Linked DNA regions of Gossypium hirsutum: region 2 is linked to region 1. Evidence: chromatin contacts called from public Hi-C data. All regions are on one chromosome and are shown on one strand. Each heading gives the region's core, a stretch centred on a gene start, on an enhancer-like site or on the middle of the called end of the contact. The rest is flanking DNA. Distances are from core to core; before and after follow the strand shown.

Region 1 (5,420 bases), core at 1,061-3,560:
CATATTTCAGACCAGAAAAATAAAAATAATAAAACACCAAGGGAAGCTGCAAACATGACTCTGCAAACAAGTTAACAGCTTTACGACTTATCACCTTTGACGAATTTTCTCCAGCTCCCTAGGATCGGTGACCAAGACTTGGACTCCTAACTGCATTTTTGTCTTCTGCAGATTAAAATCAAGACAAGCAATCTTGGCAGGGGAAACTCTTAAGGGCATTCCTTGTGCAGCACGGCCAGTGTTCAACGCATACCCATTCAGCAGGTAGCTATCTCTGGCACTTTTTCCATGTGCTTTTAAAACATTAATTCCCTGAAATAAGAAAAAGGAATTAATGACATAAAACAACTAAATGAAGGTCCAATTAAAGACAATGTACAATCTCTCACAGCATGAGCTCAAACAAGGACCTTTAATATGAAATATTTTAAAATACCTACCTTGATTGGGTATCTGACTTCTCCTCGTGCATTGGTCATCTTTACTGCCAAAACTGCTTCTACAACCTGTATATAACAAAATCAATATACGAGCTAAACAGACAACCTTACCCAGGTTTGATCCCTTGCATCTCATAAAAGATAGGAACGAAAACATTTGATGACTACAACAAGGAAATAAGATATAGTAAAAATTGAAAATATAGAATCATTACTGCTGAAACCAGAAAACCTTGCTGTGGGAAGGGGAATGAAAGTTACAGATATATGTTTGAAATGTTTATGAAAAAGAATTAAGTAGGTCAGGAAAAAGAAAGGGTAAATATATTGATTAAACCAGTTGCCAGATTGCGGAGAGTTGAAAAATCTAATTACTTAACTGAGGCAATAATCATACCAAATTAGCGAAGAAGTCACTGTCACCAGCTATGAGCTTTGAGGACATACTCGTCTTGGCACAGTTTACTAGAGAATCTTTCCCAAGCTTCTCAACCTAGTAAAGAAAAACATAGGATGAATAAAAGGAACCAAAGCTATATAACATTGCAATAATAAATATCTACTGAATAAAATTCAATCAATTTTTAAAAACTTCATACTTTACAATATATAAGGTCATATTCAATCACTTTTCAAACGGTGCTCAATAAGATGCTTACTTTCACGGCCAACTTTTCTTCTACATATTTGCATGCTTCCCTCATTGCTAGCTGCACAAACAAAAGAATCCAAAAACATGTTCAGATTCTACCACATGGATATATTCTAAACCAAAAAAACGTGACTCTGCTAGACAGATAAAGTTACTCACTCTGAAGCCGCTAATTATAGATGTTGGGTGAATTTTATTCCTAACCAGATCGTTTGCTCTCTGTAAAATTGCAAGAAAATCACATATCACCAAATAAGTAAGATTCTTAAAAAGAAAACTCAGTCTAAAATGAATGTTCTATGCATGGATCAAATCCTGTAGAGGAACAGATGCAATTACCTTGAGAAATTCTGCCGCCACAATAACAACAGAGGTTGTTCCATCACCAACTTCCCGATCTTGAAGCTCAGCCAACTCTACAAGTACCTGCCAAAGGAGATTTCAAATATATTACAGCAGGTGATGTCACTTGCCAACAGTAAAAGTCTTATCAGTAACATGCAAAATGCAGCTATTTGTCGACCTTGGCAGCTGGATGCTCTACTTCCAACATCTTCAGGATCGTAGCACCATCATTAGTAATCGTTACATCACCAATGTCATCAACAAGCATCTGAAATAATCAAACAATAAAACATTAAAGCAAATGCAACATCACTAGCACGACCTCGCAACTAAAATTAAAACTATAACTACTTCATTTCTAACAATAATTGTTCTAAAAACAGCAAACGAATACAAAACTAAAGCGAAAGCAAGCGCGATTTCATTCGGCATTTAAATAGAAACTAGCGGAGATACCTTGTCGAGTCCAACCGGGCCGAGTGAGGATTTAACAATGTTGGCAACTGCTTGACACGCCATCACTGTCGAAAAGCCCCCCAAATGAAAAACGAAAAGAAAATAAACATTTGTAAATAAATGACGCACGAAAGAGGAAATATACGGGAGTGAGTGAGTGAGAGAAGGTACCGTTTTGAGTGCGAACATCCTGACCAGATTGACGCTCGCCGAGAATATCTGGAGCTTGTGCTGCAATCGCCATTTAAGGTAAGAAAAAAGAGCGATCGAAATGCGAAAAAAGAATTGGCGGCGAAACCCTAGATCGGGATCTGAGGGGAGAAGGTGAAGTAGGGGAAGAAAGGGATTTGCAGAAAGACTTCAAAGAAGTGGGAAGAGTGAGTCGAGAATGTTCAAATCGTTAGGGTTCTACACTTTCTACTACAATGTTTTGATATTGTTAAATGTTGTTAAACGGCGTCGTGTGTTAACGACCCAATATAATTACCTAAGCTCTCATTTTTCAAGGCCCAATCTCCAAAGAATTAGCCTTAGAGAAAGCCCGTAGCTCGAAATTCTTTTCCTTACCTAAAGCCCCCTTCTAAGTTCAAATTTTACTTTCTTGCAGGAACAACTTAATTTTTTTTAATTTTTGAGATAATAGAATGAAGTTATTTAATTTATTTGATTTTTTTAATTAATTAAAATAAGTAATATTTTTTTAATTAATTTGAGTAAATATTTTAAACTCGAAAAATTGAATAATCTTAAAAGTAAATTAGTGTAAATATCAAAATGAGTAAATTAATTATTCTCGGAAAAATTATCAAAATTTAAAATAGTTTATAGAAATCAAAAAATATATTAAAAATTTAAATTTTATAACAAATAATAATAATAATAATAATATTCTGAAAATTTTTAAATTGCTAAAATATGTTTTTTTTTTCAAAATAGTAAATTATCAAATCATATATATACACTACAGTAATACAGGTTGCCAAAAAAAATTTAATACTAATAATAAATATTGATGTTCACATTCACATTATAATTTTTAAACTTCCATCATTTTCGTTAAGAAAACAATCTAAAAGCATCATTCAAACAAGTCTCTGAATGAAAAAGGACATATACTTTGAATGAATTGTCTATGCCCTATGGCTTAAGTTAGGATTAGGAAAGTGTTGTCTGATAATAATAATAATATAACTGTAGAAAAATACCTATTAATAAAAAAGCAACTTTTAACAACAAATTTCTAGGAGATTTGGGACATTTCTAAAACCTAAAAACAGTATCAAAAGCACTAGCAAAACAGAGGTTCAACGTAATAGAGCAAGTAAAGGAGAAGCTAAGGGTGAGTTTGAATAGGTGGTGGGTTTATATGTGATTAGTGTAAAAACAGCGATAACGGTGAAATTAGATATTATAGCAATATTGTAGCGTGAGACAAAAAGTAAATTAAATACACTATATTGCCGCCCCAAACCCACACGGGAATAGTGCAGTGCTCATATTTCTTCCCATGGTGAAAACATGGATGATATATAATTGGAATTCTTATATTGGTTCCGGAAGAAAACAAAAGAACTTGATGCGATATGGAAGGTAAGCTAATTCTGCAATAGAGTATTTTCTTAAGGAGAATGATGAAAGCTTGGTAAATGCCAATAATGGCGCCTGTGAAAACCTTCCTAGACTTTCTATCGGAAGTTGTAGGTGGAATGGGGTCAGACAGAGATGACACTGGAGAAGGGGAAAATGGGTTCCATGGCGATAGTGGAGCTATACAAAGACCAAGGTTTCTGACAAATGAAGATTCACTTTCGTCAACATGGTAAACTCATTACGTGGATTGTTGACTATGCAATCCATTAGAAAAAAAAAACAAATTTTTTAACGCACCGATTATTTTGCATAATTATTTTATTTAAAGTAATAAAATTAAAAAAAGAAATACCGTAAATTCTGATTTTTAAATATAAAAAGTATATCAATAGTTTGGAGATCATGATTTGTTGATGATGATGTAACAATTCCTGATAAATAAGTATTTTTCTGTGTATTATAATATCAGGGTAAAGTTATTTTTTTAAATAAGTATTATTTTGGTGTAACAATCTCTGATAAATAAGTATTAAGACGGATAAAGTTATATCTAGGATTTTTTTTAATTGGTGTCGATATAAAAATATACACTCTTAAAAGTTATATCTAATAGGTTTTGAAGTCAATGATTTTGCGTTATATTGTTTGTATCATAATGTTAGAATATTTGAACTTGTAATTGATCTTCAGTCATCAACTAAATCATCAAAGTTACCTTAAACATTGAACATAATACCGTTTAATTAGAGCTGATGTCCACTCGAATTAGATGGTATTAAAGATGATGTAGATCATGTATCCATTTAGAATTATGCAAACTAAGATTTATATATTTGTTTTTGAGGAAGGTTTACGGTCAAAGATTTGCCAGATTATGCAAAACTTTTACTCGATAGTCGATATGGAACAATTCAGTTATTCTAATTTTAGGCCTTCATATCATTTATTTCTTCCATGCAAGTGTATTTGTAACATCTTTGAAATTTTGGGGTGCTGCCTTAAGAAAAAAATTTCACCTTGCAGCAAGTTATACAAAATAAATGGAGTCACAACTGCATGAAAAAAAACCTTTGAGATAAATTCATTTGCGTTACTTCTTTGTGAATTGATTAACAAGTATGTGTAACAATGTATGGGTTATAATAAAAATATATATTTTTCAACCAATAACTAAATGGAATAAGTGGAGGTGGACTTCATCTCGGGCGTTTGGAATAAATTCGAATTTTTTAAGACTCTTTTGAATGGGCGATGAAATTAAAAATAATGATATTAAAAGCTTTAAAATAAAATTATTATCATAAATTTTTATTAAAAAGTGTATAAAATATTTTTTTTATTATTCATATAACTATTTTTTTATTTAAATTAATATTTACATTAATGCAAATCTATTGATCATTATCTTATATTTATCAATGATATTTACCATATAAAATTTTAATATTATAATTTATATGTTTATATAAATATTTTAAAAAATTAATTTAATTTTTATATTATTTTTACTAAATGAAAAAATATAAAAAATTCAATTTTAACCTGAAAATAATTTTTATGCCGCATTTATTAGCCAACTATATTTTTCCTCTATGTTTATAAAATATATAAAGTTTCATTAATATTGAGAATTAGATAAGATACAAAGGTTTTTTAAAAAGGCGAATTTATTAGTCTAGTAACAATGATTTCTCTTAACATTGTAATGTTAATGTCACCTTCATTATTAGAAAATTTCGGTTCACCTTGATCAAAATAATTTTTAGAAGTTGACATGTCAAGCATAATTTTCAAATTCTTCTAAATATTTATCACTTGATTCCGCATGCTTCCACATGTAGTTATGCAAAACTATTGTTACATTAACAATTTAAACTTACTTTTCAATTGAATAATTTATAATATCGGTCATTTTTTTGTCCACACTTCAAATGTTT
Region 2 (5,420 bases), core at 1,024-3,523, 210 kb after region 1:
CTTGATTGAATATGTGGCACTTATATGCAAATTATCCATGTATCCGAATTATATTCCGATGTGTTCAACGGGTAAAGTTCTACTCAAATGGAGGAATATTCGAGATGTAAAGAGACGTATTGGTAAGTGATATGAAATGGATATTTTGGACAGGTATGTATTTAACCCTCGGGTTGAGTATTGATACAACCACGATAAGGTAATAAGATGATGAAAAATGATTAAAAATGTGATATGTGTTTTAGTGATACATGCTAATGTTGATTGGTATGACTGTTTGTTATGTTACTTATTATTTGCATATGAACTTACTAAGCATTTATGCTTACTCCCTCCTTCTTACTCATTGTAGTTTTGGACAAGCCAGCTCAGGGGTCGGGATAGGTCGAAGGCTCAGTCACACTATCCGGAAGACTTTTGGTAATGGCTTGTAAATTTAAGTATGGCATGTATAGCAATATACCTTTTTTGTGTAAATGATCTTATGGTATGGTGATGGAATGGTTGAGGAAATGCTTGATAATGATAAATTATGAAAATAGTTAGTTTAGATTATATTTGATGTTAAGGAAAATTATTAAGATACTTAGTGCATAAAAACTCATAAAAGGGATGAAATTTGCCATAAACAGAATACTGCAGCAACACTGACGGGAATTTAAAAATTTACTAAAAATCATAGAAATTGAACTTGGTGATGGACTACATATCAAATTGAAGCTTATTATGTCTAGTTTCACATGAAACAAATGAAACAGGTAAAGGAATTATATGTTACAAGATATTTGAATTTTAGTGAAACAGGGTCATAGCAGTTTCTGAATCCCCTGTTCCAACTTTAGAAATTCACCATAAATTTTAAAGATATAATTAGGTAGTGTATTTTATATTCTCAGAATCCTTATTGAGTCTAGTTTTAGGAGAAACAAACCTCATAGTCATATGAATTTTTTACAGATAGAAAAGTGGTTCGTAGTAAACAGAGGTCAGACCAGTCAAGTCCTGAAACAGGGGTAACTTTAACTAATAAACTGTACTAATTGGCCCAACCAAAAATTTTATAAAAAAATTAGTAGATAGGTATATGAGTCTAGATTCAGGGAAAATTTACGGATCTTGATTTCGAGTTTCGTAACTCAAGATATGATTTTTCTTGTGACTGTGACGCAAGTAGCTTAAAAGCTGTGAATGTAGAAACAAATAATCCAAAGTTCTAAAAATGTTAAATTAAGCTTAGTAACACCTCATACTCGACTCCCGCGACGGTCTCGGGCGTGGGGGCGTTACACTAGATACTGTAGTGTGAGACAAAAAGTAAGCTAAACGCACTGCACCCCACTGCCTATCCAAACCTATCCTTAAACACCTTCCGGAGAGTGATATCCCTGAGCACAACTACGAGGTCCCCTTCCGCATATTATTGAATTGCGTCTTGGTACCCTGGTAAGCTTCTAACAAAGGCTTGAAATTGCATAATTTAGTGGGAGGCAAAGTCCATTCAACGGGAAACATTAGCATGCAAATTAGTTTAAAAATTCAAAATAATTTTACTTTAATATCAAAATCAATAACTTTTATAGAGAAAAAAATATAGGATAAATGTTAACAAAAAATGATTTAAAGGGTTATTTAAATAATACTAGTATATTTTACCTACGCTTCTCGTTGGGTTGATTATTTATTTATATAAAATTATAGAGTAAAATTTTAAAAATTAATATATACTAAGTAAAATTTCCAGAACTAGATTAGTGGTCAAACTGGTCAGGCCACTGGTTTGTATGGTTTGATTGAATAAATAATTAAAAAGAAAAAGAATATTTTTTAAAAAAATCAATTCAATCGATTCATATCAATTTGCAGGTCAACTAGTCTAATGCGTCTCTTTGAATCGATACCCGTACTGATTCAATCTGGTTAAAAAAATCATAACTTTAAGTCTCTATACTTTGTATATTTGTAATTTAATCTTCCTATTTTTATTTTTACGAATTTAATCCTTTTATTTTTTAAATTTATAAATCTATTTTTAAATTATATATAACTACATGACATTTTAATTAAAAATTAATGATATTAATTATATTATAAAAATATTATAAAAATATAAAGGTAAAAAATTAAAGTGCAAAAAAAAGGGTGTGTTGTTTAATATATAATTATAGATTATAGATATAGTAGTTTAAGTGGTTTATTAGTATAATAGCCAAAATTATAGTAACGCATTTAAAAAGCTCGATAGTTTTTGGTGTTTTTCTTTTTCGTTCAAAGAGAGTCACAGAGAGTCGAACGAAAGAAAAGGCGGAGGATAGAGTTGCAAGAATGAAGAATCTCAAAAAAAAATAAAAATAAAAAATAAAAACAGAAATGATGGGGAAATCCCAATAATGGGAAATCGCTGTCTGTCAGAGATTTTTAACCTCTTGCGTTGTGTTATCTTCTTCAAATACATTTCTTGACTTTGTCTACTTCCCTCTTAAGTTTCCCATGTCTGCCTCCTGCTTCACAATCTTCTTTCTCTCTATATTCACTCTTATTATCATTGACTGTTTTACATTGAAAAGGTTGGATTTTTGTTCAAAATGCTGTTAATCTGCAAACAAATTTAGCTTTTCTCTTCTTTTGTTTCAATCTGATCATCTCAATTTTTTATTCAAAAATCAAGAATGCCGATAACCACCGTGACCCACCTCCTCCTTCTCCTCTTCCTCTCCGCCACCACAACCGCCACTTGCTTCACTTGCCACCGCCGTCTGCTCCACCAGCCTTTCTTCCCTTATACTTCCTCCCCACCCATCTATCCTCCTAGCTCTACCGTATTCCCCGAGCCGCAACCGGCGCCTTATCACAGCCAGCAACAACCACCCAAATATCCTTTCTCCACCACTCCCCCTTCCACTCCTCAAAAGCCTTTCTTTCCTTCATTTCCTTCTCCTCCGCCACCCTCCGTGGTACTAACTTTTCCCGCCAACATATCCTCCCTGCTCGTACCTGACTCTCCCTCACCCTCGTCCCACCGCCGGCACATCGTCCTCATCTCCCTCTCCTCCGCCCTCCTTGCGGCCGCTGTCATCCTCGCTATCGTCGCCCTCACCCTCTTCTTCCGCCATCGTAACCACCACCACAACAACACTTCCAACTCCGACGATAAAGCTTCCCTTTCAGACTCAATGCGCTTATTCCCTCCCAACATTCCTCCCTCGGATGCCTCCCAAAAGCCACCAGCTCCACCTCCAGCACAACAACCGCCCCGCTATGTCTCAACCAACCGCAGCTCCGAGTTTCTTTTCTTAGGAACACTTGTAAACTCTACAGTCGACCCACAAAAAGTTATCCTCTCTAGCAATGGAGGTAGCAAGTTGGGAGGTCCATCTTCTCCGTATCAAAAGCTTGGCTCTCCAGAACTGAATCCATTGCCACCATTGCCAAAAGTCCAAACTTTCCAAAGTGGAGAACAGTTTCTCCAAAATGAACAAATGGGTAGTTTTGAGAACGATGTTGAAGATGAAGAAGATGAGTTTTTTTCGCCAGGAGGGTCTCCTGGTAGAAGAGAGAGTCCACCTCCATCAGTAAGAATAGAATCAAGTTCAAGAAGGGAATTTCATGGTGAGAATTTTGGCAGCCGAAGCTTCAACTCAAGAACAGCTTCTTACCCTTTATCTACCTGTCGTTCACTTTCAAATTCATTCTTGAACTCAAGCCCTTCGAGTCAGAGATCCAAGTCTCCAGATACTGTTGTTCCCATTTATACTGTGAGAGTAAAAACCCCATCTTCAACTCCTCCTTCATCCTCGTCGTGTTCAGATAGGGATTCACCGGATAGAGGCTCAAGTCTTTCGGGGCAGAACAAGGAATCTCCATCGATGGTTGTGCTTAAAAAGATACCGCCGCCACCTCCTCCGCTTCCTCCGTCGCGTTTTTGGGAGGTTCCTGTGGCAGTGAACTCTGTTTCGGAGACTAATTCTAGGGGGCCTCCGGTACTTGTTGCTCCTTCTAGGCCAATGGTGGGAAATGGGCAGTCGGAGAACAATGAAGGCTTAGGGAGGAGCGAAGAGACCTTAAAACCCAAACTCAAGCCTTTACATTGGGATAAAGTTAGAGCGAGTTCGGATCGGGCCATGGTGTGGGATCAGATAAAAGCAAGTTCTTTTCAGTGAGATACCCACTTCCCTCTTTTACTTAATTAGTTTGGTGCTGTGAGCCATGTTGTCGTAATAATATTATCTAGTTTGCTTATAGTTTATTCTTCTTTTGGCATTGAATTACTTTTATGTCTATGTAATGTCTATTTATTGCTTTTTCAATGGTTTTTTTTGAAGTTGTAGAATGCTATAATGATGCTTGCAGATTGAATGAGGAAATGATTGAGACACTGTTTATGGTGAATAATTCAAATTTGGCCACTAAAGATAATGCCCGCAAGCCGATTCTGGCTGCCGTGAATCAGGAAAATCGCGTGCTTGATCCAAAGAAATCGCAGAACATTGCCATTTTATTGAGGGCACTAAATGTGACCATTGATGAAGTCTGTGAAGCACTTATGGAAGGTAATCCTTTCATTTTCATAGAAAATACAATTGATCTGTAAAAGATAGATCAATAAAGGAGAAATATTATTTTTTCCTTGACAAGAAATTAAGATGCTCTCTAGAGTCTAGAGACATGTTCCAGTGCATAAGAACTCTGGTCTCGAAATGATTTAGTTGCACTGTAACCATAAAATATTGAGTTCGGCATTCAAACCAAGCGCTCATAAATAAAAACTGAGACTAACTGCAGTAATTCATGATTTAAATGAATAGTCTTTCCCAACTTAGGAGGTCTCGACTCTCGTCAAAACTGCACCTCGTGTAGCATAGGTTTCTATGGTGTCACCCACTTGCTGTCTGTTGTCCACTTCACTATACATTTTGATGTGGTTGAGGTGGCAATCCGCGGAGAAAATATGGTGCAATTCATGCAGTTCATAATTGCTGAAAATCTTGCTATTTATAGATCAGAACTCTATATACTTTATTGCCTTTCAAACTACAGTTGCAAATATATATTCTGGAAGGGACAACCAAGTTTTTCTCTTTGCACCATTGCCTGCTTCATCTTTACCTCGTTTCCCTCCCCATCCTTGCCTGCCATTCAATATCTAAACTGCTTTATCTCCCTTTGCGAACAGGCAATTCAGACACTCTTGGGATTGAGCTCTTGGAAAGCTTATTAAAGATGGCTCCAACCAAAGAAGAAGAGCATAAACTGAAGGAGTTAAACGATGAATCCCCTTTTAAGCTAGGTCCTGCCGAGAAATTCCTCAAGGCAGTGCTTGACATACCTTTTGCCTTCGAGAGGGTTGATGCTTTGCTTTACATTGCTAATTTTGACTCTGAAATTGAGTACCTGAAAGGATCTTTTGAAACTTTACAGGTGAG

Evidence for each region. A called contact is a pair of places that touch in the nucleus more often than the background predicts.
Region 2: a Hi-C map of leaf shows a contact between it and region 1, with 3 times the contacts expected there. The contact joins the promoter of LOC107924086 here to the promoter of LOC107896765 in region 1. A contact is called at or near these places in 8 of 34 Hi-C or Micro-C datasets (anther, callus, leaf and 1 more).

The regions. Positions count from the first base shown.
Region 1 is chrA10:82,108,481-82,113,900 of Gossypium_hirsutum_v2.1, forward strand. It overlaps LOC107896765 (T-complex protein 1 subunit alpha), which reads right to left and starts at 2,311. Exons shown (of 17, transcript XM_016822032.2): 1 at 2,065-2,311; 2 at 1,894-1,958; 3 at 1,616-1,705; 4 at 1,432-1,518; 5 at 1,252-1,311; 6 at 1,100-1,150; 7 at 838-933; 8 at 441-506; 9 at 95-312. The coding sequence starts at 2,137.
Region 2 is chrA10:82,314,263-82,319,682 of Gossypium_hirsutum_v2.1, forward strand. It overlaps LOC107924086 (formin-like protein 2), which reads left to right and starts at 2,274. Exons shown (of 4, transcript XM_016854363.2): 1 at 2,274-4,153; 2 at 4,348-4,547; 3 at 5,171-5,415. The coding sequence starts at 2,667.